Regions from separate parts of the Mus musculus genome. Here regions 1 and 2 are each linked to region 3. Evidence: chromatin contacts called from public HiChIP or PLAC-seq data. All regions are on one chromosome and are shown on one strand. Each heading gives the region's core, a stretch centred on a gene start, on an enhancer-like site or on the middle of the called end of the contact. The rest is flanking DNA. Distances are from core to core; before and after follow the strand shown. Region 1 holds the start of Rrp12 (ribosomal RNA processing 12 homolog (S. cerevisiae)). Region 2 has its middle 8.7 kb from the start of Frat2. Region 3 holds the start of Pik3ap1 (phosphoinositide-3-kinase adaptor protein 1).

Region 1 (4,427 bases), core at 93-2,592, 510 kb before region 3:
GGGAGCAGGGGCTGGAGAGATGAATTAACAACAGTGAAGAGTTCATGCTAGGGCTGGAGAGATGGCTCAGTGGTTAAGAGCAATGACTGCTCTTCCAGAGGTCCTGAGTTCAATTCCCAGCAACCACATGGTGGCTCACAACCATCTGTAATGGGATCGGATGCCTTCTTCTGGTGTGTCTGAAGACAGTGATAGTGTACTCACACACAGCTCTTGCAGAAGACCTGAGACAGGTTTCTCCTAGCACCCTCAGACAGCTCATAACTGCTCGTAATTCCAGCTCCAGGGGGTCTGATGCTTCCGGCCTCCACAGGCACCTGAATTCATACCATCACACGGGTGTACACATAACTTAAGAAATACATCTTTTAAAAATAGTACTAGTTTCCCAAAGTGCCCATATCAACCAACAGCAGCACATGGAGACATCAGGGCTGTGTTCTTGGCAACAGGGCACCACCACTGCTCCTTTCTGTCGTTATTCCGTTGTGGTTTCAATTTGCAAAGCAAGTCGTGGGCACTAGTTGTTGCTTTTATCTCTCGTGAGGCCAAGATGTTTTCATTTGTTATACATCCATAGTTTTTGATTATTGTTTTCTTTTTTAAACTTTATTAGGGTTTTTTGTTTGTTTGTTTCTGTTTTTTGAGACAGGTTCTCACTGTGTAGCCCTGAATGTCTTGGAGTTCACTATTTCAATATTTAGAGCAGTGTGGCCTTGAAATTACGGAGATCAACCAACGTCTGTTACCTAGGCGCTGGGATTACTGATGTATTTATTTTGTTATTTTTGTTTTTAGACAGGATTTTGCATCTCGCAGTGTGGAGACTAGGCTGGCTTTAAACTCACGACAGTCTTCCAGTTTGCCGGGATTACAAGCGTGCGGACACCACCGCTCCGCTTGAACAACCGATTTTTGTTTGTTTGTTTGTTTTTCGAGGCAGGGTTTCTCTGTATAGCCCTGGCTGCCCTGGAACTCACTTTGTAGACCAGGCTGGCCTCGTACTCGGAAATCCACCTGCCTCTGCTGGGATTAAAGGTGTGCGCCACCACGCCCGGCTGAACAACTGATTCTTTGAGAGTAATATAAATTTGTCTTTTAATTCCAAAGAAATTCCCGTTTTACAAGGTTTTCCTTCACGGCCACGAATCTTGGCGGTGCATCAGGAGCCCACACAGCATCCGAAACACCAGAACTCCTTCCCCAGCGTTAAGATCGCAAAGCAAATAGGAAGCCTCAGAACGGATGTTGATTGGTTTTGCCATGGTAACAGATTGGAGACAGGAAGTGACATCAGAGGAAGGGGCTGCGGAGCCGGCTGAGGACACACACGTGGGTTCTGCCGTGGCTTCTGCTGTCTTTTCGGCGTGTGTGGACGCTTGTTCTCTGGGCGAGTGCGAGCCACCGTTTGGTCAACATGGGTCGCTCGGGGAAATTGCCCTCTGGTGTCTCGGCCAAGTTGAAGCGCTGGAAGAAAGGCCACAGCAGCGACAGCAACCCCGCCACTTGCCGCCATCGCCAGGCCGCTCGGAGCCGCTTCTTCAGCCGCCCGTCAGGTAGCCGGGCCGTGGGACTCCTTGGGCGGCATCTTGTGGCATTCGGCCTGCCACTTTGTAATGTCAGTCCTGGCGCTCACTGTGAAGGCCCGCCCCTCGAGTTTGACAGATGCGGAAATTGTCCTCTGAAGGGAAATGACTTGTCTAGGATACCGCGGTCTCAGGGACACGGCCGTCACTACCCTTGGATGCCCCTTTAGATTTATGTATATGTTGAGGGAGTGTCAGGGAGCGAACCCAGGACTTTGTGCACGCTAACTAAACACTCAACTACTAACCCACATCTTCAGCCTTCGGGTGTCTCCGTACAGTATACGACCCTGGCTCTGGATGTCCCTGTGCCTTTAGTACAGGGAAGCAGAAACAGATCTGGGGTTCCTTTCTCTTGGCCTTGAAAATTGCAAGCGTACACAGGGCTGTGCAGGCAAGCCTGGTTTGGAATCCTGCCGCTGGGATTGGGGGGGTCTAAACCCTCTGGTTTGTTTCTTAGGGGTTCTGTTCCTTCAGCTAAAGGAAGTTTGGGTGGAAATGGGGCCATTACCTTGTTACTCTGGTTCTCAGGAAAGAGCGACCTGACTGTTGATGCTGTGAAGTTGCATAATGAGCTGCAGTCGGGGACCCTGAGCCTGGGCAAAAGCCAAGCCCCTGAGACGACCATGGACCAAGATCCAGAGGTGGCTTTCACCGAGAAGTCCTCGGGCACGTTTCTGAGTGGCTTGTCTGACTGTACAAATGTCACTTTCAGCAAAGTGCAGCGCTTCTGGGAATCCAACTCAGCTGCTCACAAGGAGGTAGGAGATTGGTTGCTGAGTTTGTAGGGCAGTAGGCAGGGCACATTCAAGATGACTTTCATACAGCTCTGGTGACAGCAACTGGTATTTCTGGATGATGTGTCATCTCTCTTACCCTTTGTGCCCCTCACATACACTCTTGGGCAGAGTCCCCTTAAAAATCGTGTGTGGTAATTAATGTTCATATATGTTTGAAATTTTTTTGTTTATTTTTTTGAGACAAAGTTTCCATTTGTAGACCAGACTGGCTTCAAAGCCATAGAGAGCAATCTGTCTTTGCCTCTCAAGTGCTGGGGTCAAAGGTTTGTGTCTTCATGCTCAACAAAGCATATTAATTTTGATTGTGCGTGTCACAGCATGGGCATGAAGGTCAGAAGACAACTTTAGGGAGACCTTTCTCTTCCCTTCCACCATGTGGGGCTCAGGGATCAAATTCAACTTGTCAGGTTTGGGAGCAAGTACTTTACTGGCTGAGCCAGACTGAGGGTAGAAATGTTGTCAACCTTTGTCTCCTCAGCTGTTCTTCAAACGGGAATCTTTACATGTATTTCCAGGGATGTTAGTGTTCAAGTTCATGGTGAATAACTGTGGTTTGGGATCTGTTTTGTTTAACGAAAAATGTTTTACTTAATTGACATTTCAAAGTTAATATGTTTATTTTTTTATTATTTAAATGAGGAATATTAAAAATGCTAAATGAGGGGCTGGAGAGATGGCTCAGCGGTTAAGAGCGCTGACTGCTCTTCCGAAGGTCGTGAGTTCAAATCCCAGCAACCACATGTCTGATGCCCTCTTCTGGGATGTCTGAGGACAGCTACAGTGTATGTACATGTAATAAATAAATAAATCTTTAAAAAAATGCTAAATGATACAAAGAGATATAAATAGACTAAAGTGTTATAGCTAGTCTCCCAATTTGAGTCTCTCCAGTGGGCATTGTTCATAGGTCACTCAATGTATTTCTAGACTAGCACTGCCCAGTAGTGCTATAAAGTGAACCACGAGTGATTTTGAATTTTAGAAGCTACATTTAAAAAGTAAAAAGAAGTGGGTAAAATTAATGTATTCGACCAGTATGTATAAAATATTAGCATTTCAACACATTTAGTCAGTCTTTGTGTTATTTCTTTAGACTCTTTTATTTATTTCAGTTTGGTGAGTTTGTGTCACATGTCTGCACATGTGCCCATGGGGGTCATAACTCCTGGAGCAGGAGTTGGAGTTGACCATGAGCTATCCCGTGTGGGTACTAGGAACCAGACTCCGGTCCTGTGCGAGGGCAGCGAGAGTTCCCAGCCACTGAGCCATGTAGATGCGCAGCCCCATCAGTCAGGATCTGTTGTGGTTATTGTTTTGGTTTTTAGCCTAGGGTCTCACTCAGTACCCCTGGCTGGCCTGAAACTTGATGTATGGACCAGGCATGCCTTGAACTCAAGAGAGCTATAAGACCCTTGTTTCCCAAGTGCCAGGATTAAAGGTGTGTGTCACTGCTGGATGATAAGGTCGTTTAGTCTAGCTCAGGTTGACCTGGATCGCACTTTGTGGCTCATGTTGGCCTAAGACTCAAGGTAATCCTCTTGCCTCCGCCTTTGGAATGCTGGGATCACAGGTGTGTGCCACCATACCGAGTTCTGTTCAACTTTCTGTATGTTTACTAGGGTTTACTGAAATATGGTTATATTTTATAACCACCACTCCAACTTTGTCATTGACAAAACAGTATTTCCAAGTTATTGTATCTAATTGTTCTCATATCGTTGGGGTTTTTTTTTGTTTTGTTGTTGTTTTTCAGTAGTCATATAATATTTAAATCTCATTTTTGGGCACGGCAGTACATGCCTCCTGTAATCTCAGGACTTGGAAAGCTGAGGCAGGAGAATTGCTGTCAGTTTGAAGCTAGTTTGGGCTACATATTGAGATTCTATCTCAAAAAAACAAAAACAGCCGGGCGTGGTGGTGCACGCCTTTAATCCCAGCACTCGGGAGGCAGAGGCAGGTGGATTTCTGAGTTTGAGGCCAGCCTGGTCTACAAAGTGAGTTTCAGGACAGCCAGGGCTATGCAGAGAAACCCTGTCTCGGA
Region 2 (4,162 bases), core at 79-2,578, 470 kb before region 3:
GCTGTAAGCTTCTATAAGAGTTGCCTTTGTCATGGTTGTCTCTTCACAGCAACAGGACACTCACTAAGACCTATAGGTTGAGCATGATGGTGTGTGCCTTTAATGCCATCACTCTGGAGGCAGAGGCAGGCAGACCTCTGTAAGTCTCAAGTAAGCATGAGATGCATGATGGGACCAGTTGTCCCCTCCCCCCAAATAATAAAATCAAATAAGAATTGTAGCTTGATGCTATATTCTCATACCAGAGCTGGGTTTGTGGGGTCAGCTCTGCAAATCTCAAATCAGAATTAAACAAGTTCTGGGCTCAGGAACAAGTCTAGTCAAAAGTGTGATTTCTTTTCCAACTTTTGAAAAATAAGTTTCTCTTTGTAGCCCTGGCTGTCCTGGAACTCACTCTGTAGACCAGGCAGGCTTTGACTTCACAGACATCTGCCTGCCTCTGTCTCCCAAATGCTGGAATTAAACGCATGTACCACCACACCCAGCAAAAATGTACTTTTTTACTAAGTAGTGAGAAGTGTAATGACCCAAGATACAATGATTACCCAGAACATACTCGGCTCTGCATTAAGCCAAAATCAGTGGTTAAAGCAATTAGGAAACAGAAAGGGGACTCCATAGATTGGAAGTATTGTCCTTGTGGTGGGACCTGCCTGTGGGGTGTGGCCTATTCCCCCACCCCAGCAGCCTGTTGGGGCCCAGCACCCACAGGGAGTAAGCAGGAAAGATCCTTCTCCCTGTGTGAACCAGGCTGAGTCTGTCCCTGCTGCAGGAAAGTGTTTCTGAGATTTAATTAGGCTCAGGCTCCTTCACACATGGCATGCCTGGATCAGATTTCTGAGCCCAGCTCTTCTGGCTCTTGCAAAGGAGACAGTCAGCTGCTTCTAGGGCCTGATAGGGAGAACTGATCCTCTAGCCTATAGGGTAATGTCCAAAGGGCAGCTTGGTTTTTCTATTTTTGTGATGTCACTCTGAAGACCTACACGTACCCTCTAGATCTCAGTGTTGAAAAAAATCACAATTCCAAAGAGCATGGGAAGCTCGGCTATCGGGCAGATGGGTTTGTGAATGGATCCAGGAGTGGCCTATACATCTATCTCTACAGCTCCTCAGCAGGTTGTGAACCTTTGAAGCCTTGCTCTTAACCAGATCTGCGACTACACTAGAGCTCTTGGACTTGAGACCACAGAGCAAATAAGCTTGTAAAATAACAAGGGATAGTTATCACCCTGAGCAGATTTTATACATCGTGTGTATTGATAGCGTCACTGTACAATCATTCTTATCTAAACATGCCCTCTTAATCATCCCAACTGCAAGTACTGCTCCTTCCAGGGAGGTGGGGCGCACTCAAAGCATACACCACAATCAGCCAGTGGTGACTCTGACATCTGGTATTCTGAAGACAATTCCCTGCCAAGAGGAGGACTGCCACATGGGCCACAAGTGTTCCCTTTCTTAGCACTTTACACAGGGCCTGGGATGTACAACCAGACACACCTGATCACTAGGGCTGGGTTGGAAACTCCCATATGGGGGCCAGAAGCAGCAGTTGCAACCCAGATTGGCACGGCTTTTACCTGGGGCAGTCACACACACCCTCCATCTCTGTGACTCCTACCACAGTAGATTGCATTCTGATTGTGGTTTAGGATTCCCACCTAGCAGTTTACTTAAGCTCCACCCGTCTCAAAGTCTGAGTGAGCTCCTGGTTTGAAGACTTATGGGGCCAGGCATGGGAGTTCAAGCTCATATCCTCACAACCTGCTACACTCAGCCCTGGAGAGAACTTGGTGGCACCAGGAGGTTGGGCTGTGAATCTGCAGATGCCACACCAGTATCTGTTCTTCCCCGTACTTACCTTGGGGGCTCTTTACTCTCCAAATGCGTCCCTAGCACAAGAGCCAACTCAGAACTGGTCTAGGTGAGGAGGTTGAGCACTGTGAGCTGCCTTGGCTGAGGTGAAGGGCAGGGCAGGCCAGCAAAGGGCAGGGCTGAGTGTACCCTTTCCCTTCCACCTTCTGGGAGGCAAACCTGCAGGATGCTCTTCATGTCTTTTCTTTCTTTCATGTTCTTTTTTTTCCCCCTCTCCATCCATCTCCCTTACTTCCATAAACACTTCTGCACTTGTTCAGAGTGAAGCACTTCCAACAAAAGTTGGGAGGCCGGCTGGAGAGATGGCTCAGAGGTTAAGAGCACTGACTGCTCTTCCGAGGGTCCAGAGTTCAATTCCCAGCACCCACATGGTAGCTCACAACTATAACTGTAGTCTCATGGGATCTGATACCCTCTTCTGGTGTGCAGACAAACATGCAAACAAAACACCCGCATGCATGCATACATACATACATTCATGCATACATACATACATACATCTTTTTTTTTAAAGCAGTTGAGGTGGAGGTAGATAAAGCAAACAAACCAACAATTCAGTGAAAACAGTGACCAGCGAGCAACTTCTGGGTGCAACAGTCTAGAGACTCAAGGCTAGCAGAGGAGCTATCAACACAGGGGTGAGGGTGGGGAAGAGAGAGGCTGAAATATCAACATGTGAGTGATAGAGTCATCACCTCTAAGGAGGATGGGGTGCCCGAAGTGAGAACTAGAGGAGGAACAACTAATAAGGCAGAAAAACCAGGGCACTGAAGAAATGGCTCAGTGGTTCAGGGTGTGCACTGTTCCTTTAAAGGATTCTAGTTTCCTTCCCAGCGCCTACATTGGACAGTTTACAACATGTAACTCTAGCTCCAGGGTATTCAACATCTCTGGTCTCCACGGACAGACAGACAGACACACACACTATAAAGGTTTTTATATTTTATAAAATAAAAGTATTATATAAAATTATAAACATAAATACAATGGTGAGCAATGGTGACACACACCTTTAATTCAGCAAAGGCAAGTTGATATGAGGCCAGCCTGGTCTACAAAGCCAGTTCCAGGATAGCCATGGCTACTGCACAGAGAAACCCTGTCTCTAAAAAAAAATAATAATAATAATGATAATAATAAAATGTAAGCTGGGTATAGTAGCACACACCTTTAATCCCAGCACTCAGGTGGCAGAGGCAGGCAAATCCGAGTTTGAGGTCAGCTTGGTCTAGCAGGAGATCCAGGGCTGATAGGGTTACAGAGAAACCCTGTCTTGAGCAAAACAAAACAACCAACCAACCAAATAGACAAACAGTAAAATATAACCTGGGCATGATGGTGCACACCTTTAATCCTAGCACGTGGGAGGCAGTGGTAGATGGGTCTCTGAGTTTGAGGCCAGCCTCATTCATACAAATTGAGTTCAAGGACAGCCAGAGCAACACAGAAAAACTCTGCCTTGAGAAAGCCAAATAAATAAATAAATAAATAAGCCTTTTTATTAGAGAGAGAGAGAAAGAGAGAGAGGAGAGAGAAGAAAGAGAAAGAAGTCAGAAAACCAGCCAGGAAAACATGATACCCTGGAGACTAGGTGAAGGTTACATTTCAGGAGAAGGTTGTCAGGAGCCAGTTAGGTCAGAAAAGTGAAGTATAAAAAGTAAGGGGAATCTGTGTACCTAGCAGTTCAGGCTAAACTTCTGACGAAAAGGAAGTAGAAGGAAATAAACACTCAAACAAAAGCTTGATGTTGAGCATGTGGCTCAGTAGTAGAACTGCTGCTTAGGAGACACAAGGCCCTGGGTCACAGAAGCCGGCATCAGATCCCCTGGAACTAGAGTTACAGAGGGTTGTGAGCCACCATGTGGGAGCTAGGAATGGTACTTCGGTCCTCCCCTAGGGCATCCAGGGCTCTTGATTGCAAAGTCAACTCTCCAGTCCCTATTAATGTTTTTTAAAAATTGTTTGTTCGTGTGTGTGTGTGTGTGTGTGTGTGTGTGAGAGAGAGAGAGAGAGAGACAGACAGAGACAGAGACAGAGACAGTGACAGAGACAGACAGACAGACAGACAGTATGGTGCAGGTGCCTATAGAAGCCAGAGGCATCAGATCTCTCTGGGAATCAGGAGTTATGGGCAGTTGTGGGCACAAGAAATAAACTCTTCAAGAGCAGTACACGGAGATGCTGAGCCCTCTCTCCATCCTTAGAAACACTAAGACCAATAAAGATGGAACAGAATAGTGACCAATATTGTCTGAGGGATGCTGAGATGTGAACAGGACCCATGGAG
Region 3 (4,338 bases), core at 70-2,569:
TTTCAGTGTCTCAAAAGAGGGGTCTGTCCCTGGATCTCAGATCTAAGGATTTACTGGTCATATGCATTTCTGAGCACATTTTCTGGCCAGAGTTAGCACCAGAGGATAGAGACTCCACAGCAAAAAAGATTGAGCTAACTTTGAGGAACTTAGAGCTGAATACAGGAAGCATCAATTAAAGCCATTCTGGAAAAAATAAAGAAATGTTTTTATAAGCTCAATTAAAGAACTCTAATAGTGTGAAATGGCTATCACGGTGTGTCAGAGTAGGGGCAGAGGCCAAGGATATCCTAAACAGGGGGAATGGCAGGCAGCATGTTCATCTCTGCTTTAGGGACCCTTGGCCTGTGTTAGGTGGAGAAACTATGCCCAAAGATACCCAGACTCAAATCTCTAGGATCTGTGAATTTGCTACATTATAGGACAAGGGTCTGAAGTTGTAGATAGATGTATTGAGGCTGCCATCAAGGGGCCCTTAGATGTCTTTTCCTGGACGATCCGGGCAGTTTAATGTATTCCCTCAGAAGTGGGAAAGGGGCTGGTGACATGGCTCAGGGTAAGGGTGCCTGCTGCCTAGTGTCTAGCCACTTTGATCAGTTTGATTTACCAGAACTCCATGGTGGAAGGAGAGAACAGACTCTGTCCACTCTGTGAACCGAACAACATGTGCATGCACATTCCCACACAAGCACACAAAATAAATAAACTAAGATTTTTTTTTTTTTTTTTAAAGTGGAGGAAGATGGAAGAAAGCCAAAGAGCTCTGATAGTGGAAGTGGAACAATCGTGTGTGGAAGGTTCTTGGCAGTGATAACATCTATCTATCAAAGATTATGCTTAACACCCATGTGCCCTTAGAGGGCCAGATCCAAGGAAATGCAGAAGGGTCACAGGAGGGCACCCAAGGGCAACGCCAAGACCCTAGGGCCAGGTGCTTCTCCTTCCCCTTCCTGCAGGCCTTCCCTATTCTTGGGGGCAGTGTCTCAAGGACAAGTCCCAAGGGACAAGGTGGTTGGGACAGCTGTGCTATGCCTCCCCACTTCAAGTCTGAGACTAGCTAGCCCTACAGTCTGTCTTCCCTCCCCCAGTTCCAGCACCTCAGACTGCTCTTGGGGGACATCGAGGTGGCTGCCTGCTTTCGGGACACACGTGGCACGAGCAGGGGTCGGCGCCGGGAGCTGGCGGCTGGTCGTGTGGACTTCTCACTTCCCCTCCCCAACCGCCGCGCGTGCAGGTGCCACGCGGAGCCCCGCAGGCGGGGCAGACCCTCTGGACACGCCCCCGTGCGAGTCCCCGCTGCCCGGCAGGAGGAAGCGCCAGAGTCGCCACTGTCCTGAGCACAGCTGGACTCTGCTTCTAACCCCGCGCCAGCGACGTCGCCTACCGCGGCTGTGGGCACCGGATACCGTGCTCCGGTGCCAGCCGGGGATGCGAGCTGCTCCCGGGACGGCATGGCAGCCTCAGGTGGGTAGCAGGCGCAGCGCTCTCCAGCTCCCGGCTCCTGGCTCGCGCGCCCCTGGTCCTTGAGGCTCTCTGACACCACCCTCCCAGTCTTGAGACCTGTCTCCCTACTTCTTTAGTCTTTAGTGAGGGGATTTTGTATTCTTTCCGGTCTTTTCTCCAGTCTCTGTCGCAAACTTCCCCTCTGAACTTTCTCACGTTTCCCCTAACCGGTCTGTGCACGATTCTGTCTTGCTCCTGCCTGGGGCTCGACCTATCCCAGTTTCTAAGTCTTCTTTTCTCCCTTCTAGCTGTAAGTTGCCAAGGGTCGCTTTCTCAGCTCTAACTCTGAGTACTCTGAGGACAGTTGATAGGAGGTGGAGGGCGGATTCTGTAAGAAGCCAGATGCTTCTCTTAGGGTCTTATCCAACCAATAGGGGGCGCTCAGGCAGTCTTAGGTGGTCCAGGGACAGCTTCAGAAGCCCCCTTTGTCCACCGCGATTGTATATCTTCTCTGGAATTTTGGTAAAAAACCGAGACCACACTCTAATTTTACTCTTACTCTGTTCTCTATGTAACTTATGTGCCCAGGGGTAATTGGAATTTGGTGGGCAAATCATCAAAAGGTGCCAGAAGTTTCTTCTGGTTGGTCTTGGGTTTCTTTCTAGCTCATGAGCATATGTACACTTGGCAAGTCCTTAGCTCGCTGAGGTTCAGGACAAACCATGTAAGGACAACGTTGAGAGACAGTTAGTGAGCAGCACCTATACACCTCAGTGGCTATAGGCGTAGTAGATTCTTGGTGAGAACCTTGTCGGTCTGGTCTCTGTTCACCACAGAGTTTTGGTGGTGTGAAAGAAAACAGTAACTAAATGAGGAATTGCTAGATGAGAAGAGAGAGTTGCCATGTTTTCGGTTTGGCTGACTTGTGTTTACCTAGCTCCAGCGTGATGCTTTGAGAGAGAATGAAAACCAGATGATAGCATCTCTTGAGAGAGATCGTGTAGCGTGGGCTGGGGGAAGTCAATGCTTGGGAGGGAAGGGAGCAGATGCTAAAGCCAACTGTCTCCAGATCTGCTAAGGTCTAGCCTTGGGTCATGGTACTTTGGAACGAAGGTAGAAAAGGCTTTGATAATACATGCTTATTATTATTATTGAAGGGGCTGGGAGGGTGGTTCATCAATGGCCTGCGGTTCCCTAGCCAGGCTCTATGGGATAAAGCAGCACTGTGGCTCAGGGTCCACTCACTGGACAAACTTTATTGAGTGCTTGCCGTTTCCAGGCACTGTCGTAAGAAGATGAAAGCTGTGTAACTGAGAACAGGGGAGGCAACAGCTCATTGAATAACAAAATCAAGGCAGGTGCATCGGGAAAGTGGACAGGGGAAAGTAGGCAAGCCCTGAAGGAGGGAAGGCAGGGGGTCCTGGGGAGGAGTATGTCCCAGGCAAGGGGTCTATTCTATGTGTTTGAGATACACGGAACAGCTATGGTAGCTGGGTGGATGGAGGGTTTGGGGAGAGTTAAAAATAAGGTGGCTAAGCTCCTGTTTGTCTCCTTTCCTGGATGGGATGGGCTCTGGGCTGCTGTGCACTAGAGGACAGCACACTGGGAAGCCTTTGAGCAACCTGCTTTTCCTGTCCAGTGTCTTGATGGCTGGCTCTAAGGGGAATAACTGAAGGGGCTAGGTTTGAAGGGTGGACTCAGGTTCAGATGAAGACTCTAACCCAACAACCAAAGCTGGGGTAGTGGATAAAGCTGTCCAAAACTCTGCTGTCAGTGTCCTCTGTGGTGGAACACTATGCCAGGCGGTGTGAGACTGCGTTCCTTTGGGCTCCCTGGGTACTTGTCTATACTTATGAGTAGCCCTGAGGGCAGGTCATATATAGTTAGGGGAAAGCCAGGTTTCCCACTAACATGCTATAGGCTGGAGAGCCATCCAGGCCAATATCCTGTATGGCGTCCTTATTTTAAAAACAATGTCATAATGCATGCACTCAATATGCTGTGTGCCCAGCTTTTGATACTGTGGCATGATGTCATCTATGAATGAGTGGAGCCACACCCATAGCTATCCTGGGACACATTCAGCTCATGGGCTACTGATTGGCTGTGCCTGAAAGAGTGCTGTAAGTGGCCTTTAGTGTCCTTGCCAGTATGTGAATCTGGGAGAATGTTATTATCAACTCAAAGAGAGGTCTTTTCTCTTCTCACCTCCTCTCCAGTATTTCTTCTAGATTGCCCCACTCTGGGCTTGCCCATGAATGGGATTATGTAGTCTGTGGTTTTAGTGACTGACTTCCTTCACACTGCATGATGTGTTCAAGGTTCACTCAACTGTAGCCTAATCCCCCGGTCTTCTTAAATTTCTTGCCATTAGAGGGTGAGTGTCAGTCTTCCTCTTCCATTCCCTGACTTGTTTGCTTGTTGAATGGCCTTGAGAGCAACCAGCCTGTGCTTGAATAGTTTCTCTTATTTACCAGAGAGAGTGAGGAAAGCGCCTGGGACTTCCCCAAAGGCGCCAGGTCTGCAGCTGGTGAAGACTAGAGCCCCCCTCCCCCCAGGTCTTGGCCCCCAAGAACCTGAGGATAGCTCTCAGACCCCGACCAGCTCCCTGCCAGGATCACCTCTAAGCCCTTCCACTATTCCTGGTCTTCTAGCACCACAGGGCCAGCAACATGGCTTAGTGAGTAAGGGTGCTTGTCACCAAGCTTGAGTTTGGTCCCAGGGGCCCACATGGTAGAGAGGGAGAACCAAATCCTGTTGCTTGCTCCCAGCCCTCCATACATGGGCCGTGGCTTCATGAACACACCCAGCGTGCACACACACATAGAACAGACAAACAAAACGGTGCACAGGTTCAAACGTGGGCTCCACTCCAAGGTCACCTGCGGTCACTTC

Evidence for each region. HiChIP or PLAC-seq counts read pairs in DNA pulled down with a chosen protein or histone mark.
Region 1: a contact with region 3 is called in a FOXA1 HiChIP or PLAC-seq map of pancreatic cancer cells. The contact joins the promoter of Rrp12 here to the promoter of Pik3ap1 in region 3. A contact is called at or near these places in 1 of 39 promoter capture datasets (pre-B cells) and 2 of 115 datasets of contacts at active chromatin or transcription factors (bone marrow-derived macrophages and pancreatic cancer cells).
Region 2: a FOXA1 HiChIP or PLAC-seq map of pancreatic cancer cells shows a contact between it and region 3. The contact joins the enhancer-like site here to the promoter of Pik3ap1 in region 3. A contact is called at or near these places in 5 of 39 promoter capture datasets (the C10 cell line, cranial neural crest, hippocampal neurons and 2 more) and 3 of 115 datasets of contacts at active chromatin or transcription factors (large pre-B cells, pancreatic cancer cells and pro-B cells).

The regions. Positions count from the first base shown.
Region 1 is chr19:41,893,068-41,897,494 of GRCm38.p6, reverse strand. It overlaps Rrp12 (ribosomal RNA processing 12 homolog (S. cerevisiae)), which reads left to right and starts at 1,342. Exons shown (of 34, transcript NM_199447.2): 1 at 1,342-1,556; 2 at 2,118-2,347. The coding sequence starts at 1,418.
Region 2 is chr19:41,854,772-41,858,933 of GRCm38.p6, reverse strand. No RefSeq gene overlaps it. Among named protein-coding and RNA genes, the nearest start is that of Frat2, 8.7 kb to the right of the region's middle. Within about 2 kb of position 1,328, at least 46 of the 459 cell types and tissues checked have an H3K27ac peak or open chromatin away from gene starts, as enhancers often do. A contact at or near this core is called in pancreatic cancer cells, where this site is marked.
Region 3 is chr19:41,382,083-41,386,420 of GRCm38.p6, reverse strand. Pik3ap1 (phosphoinositide-3-kinase adaptor protein 1) reads left to right here and starts at 1,319. Exons shown (of 17, transcript NM_031376.4): 1 at 1,319-1,464. The coding sequence starts at 1,452.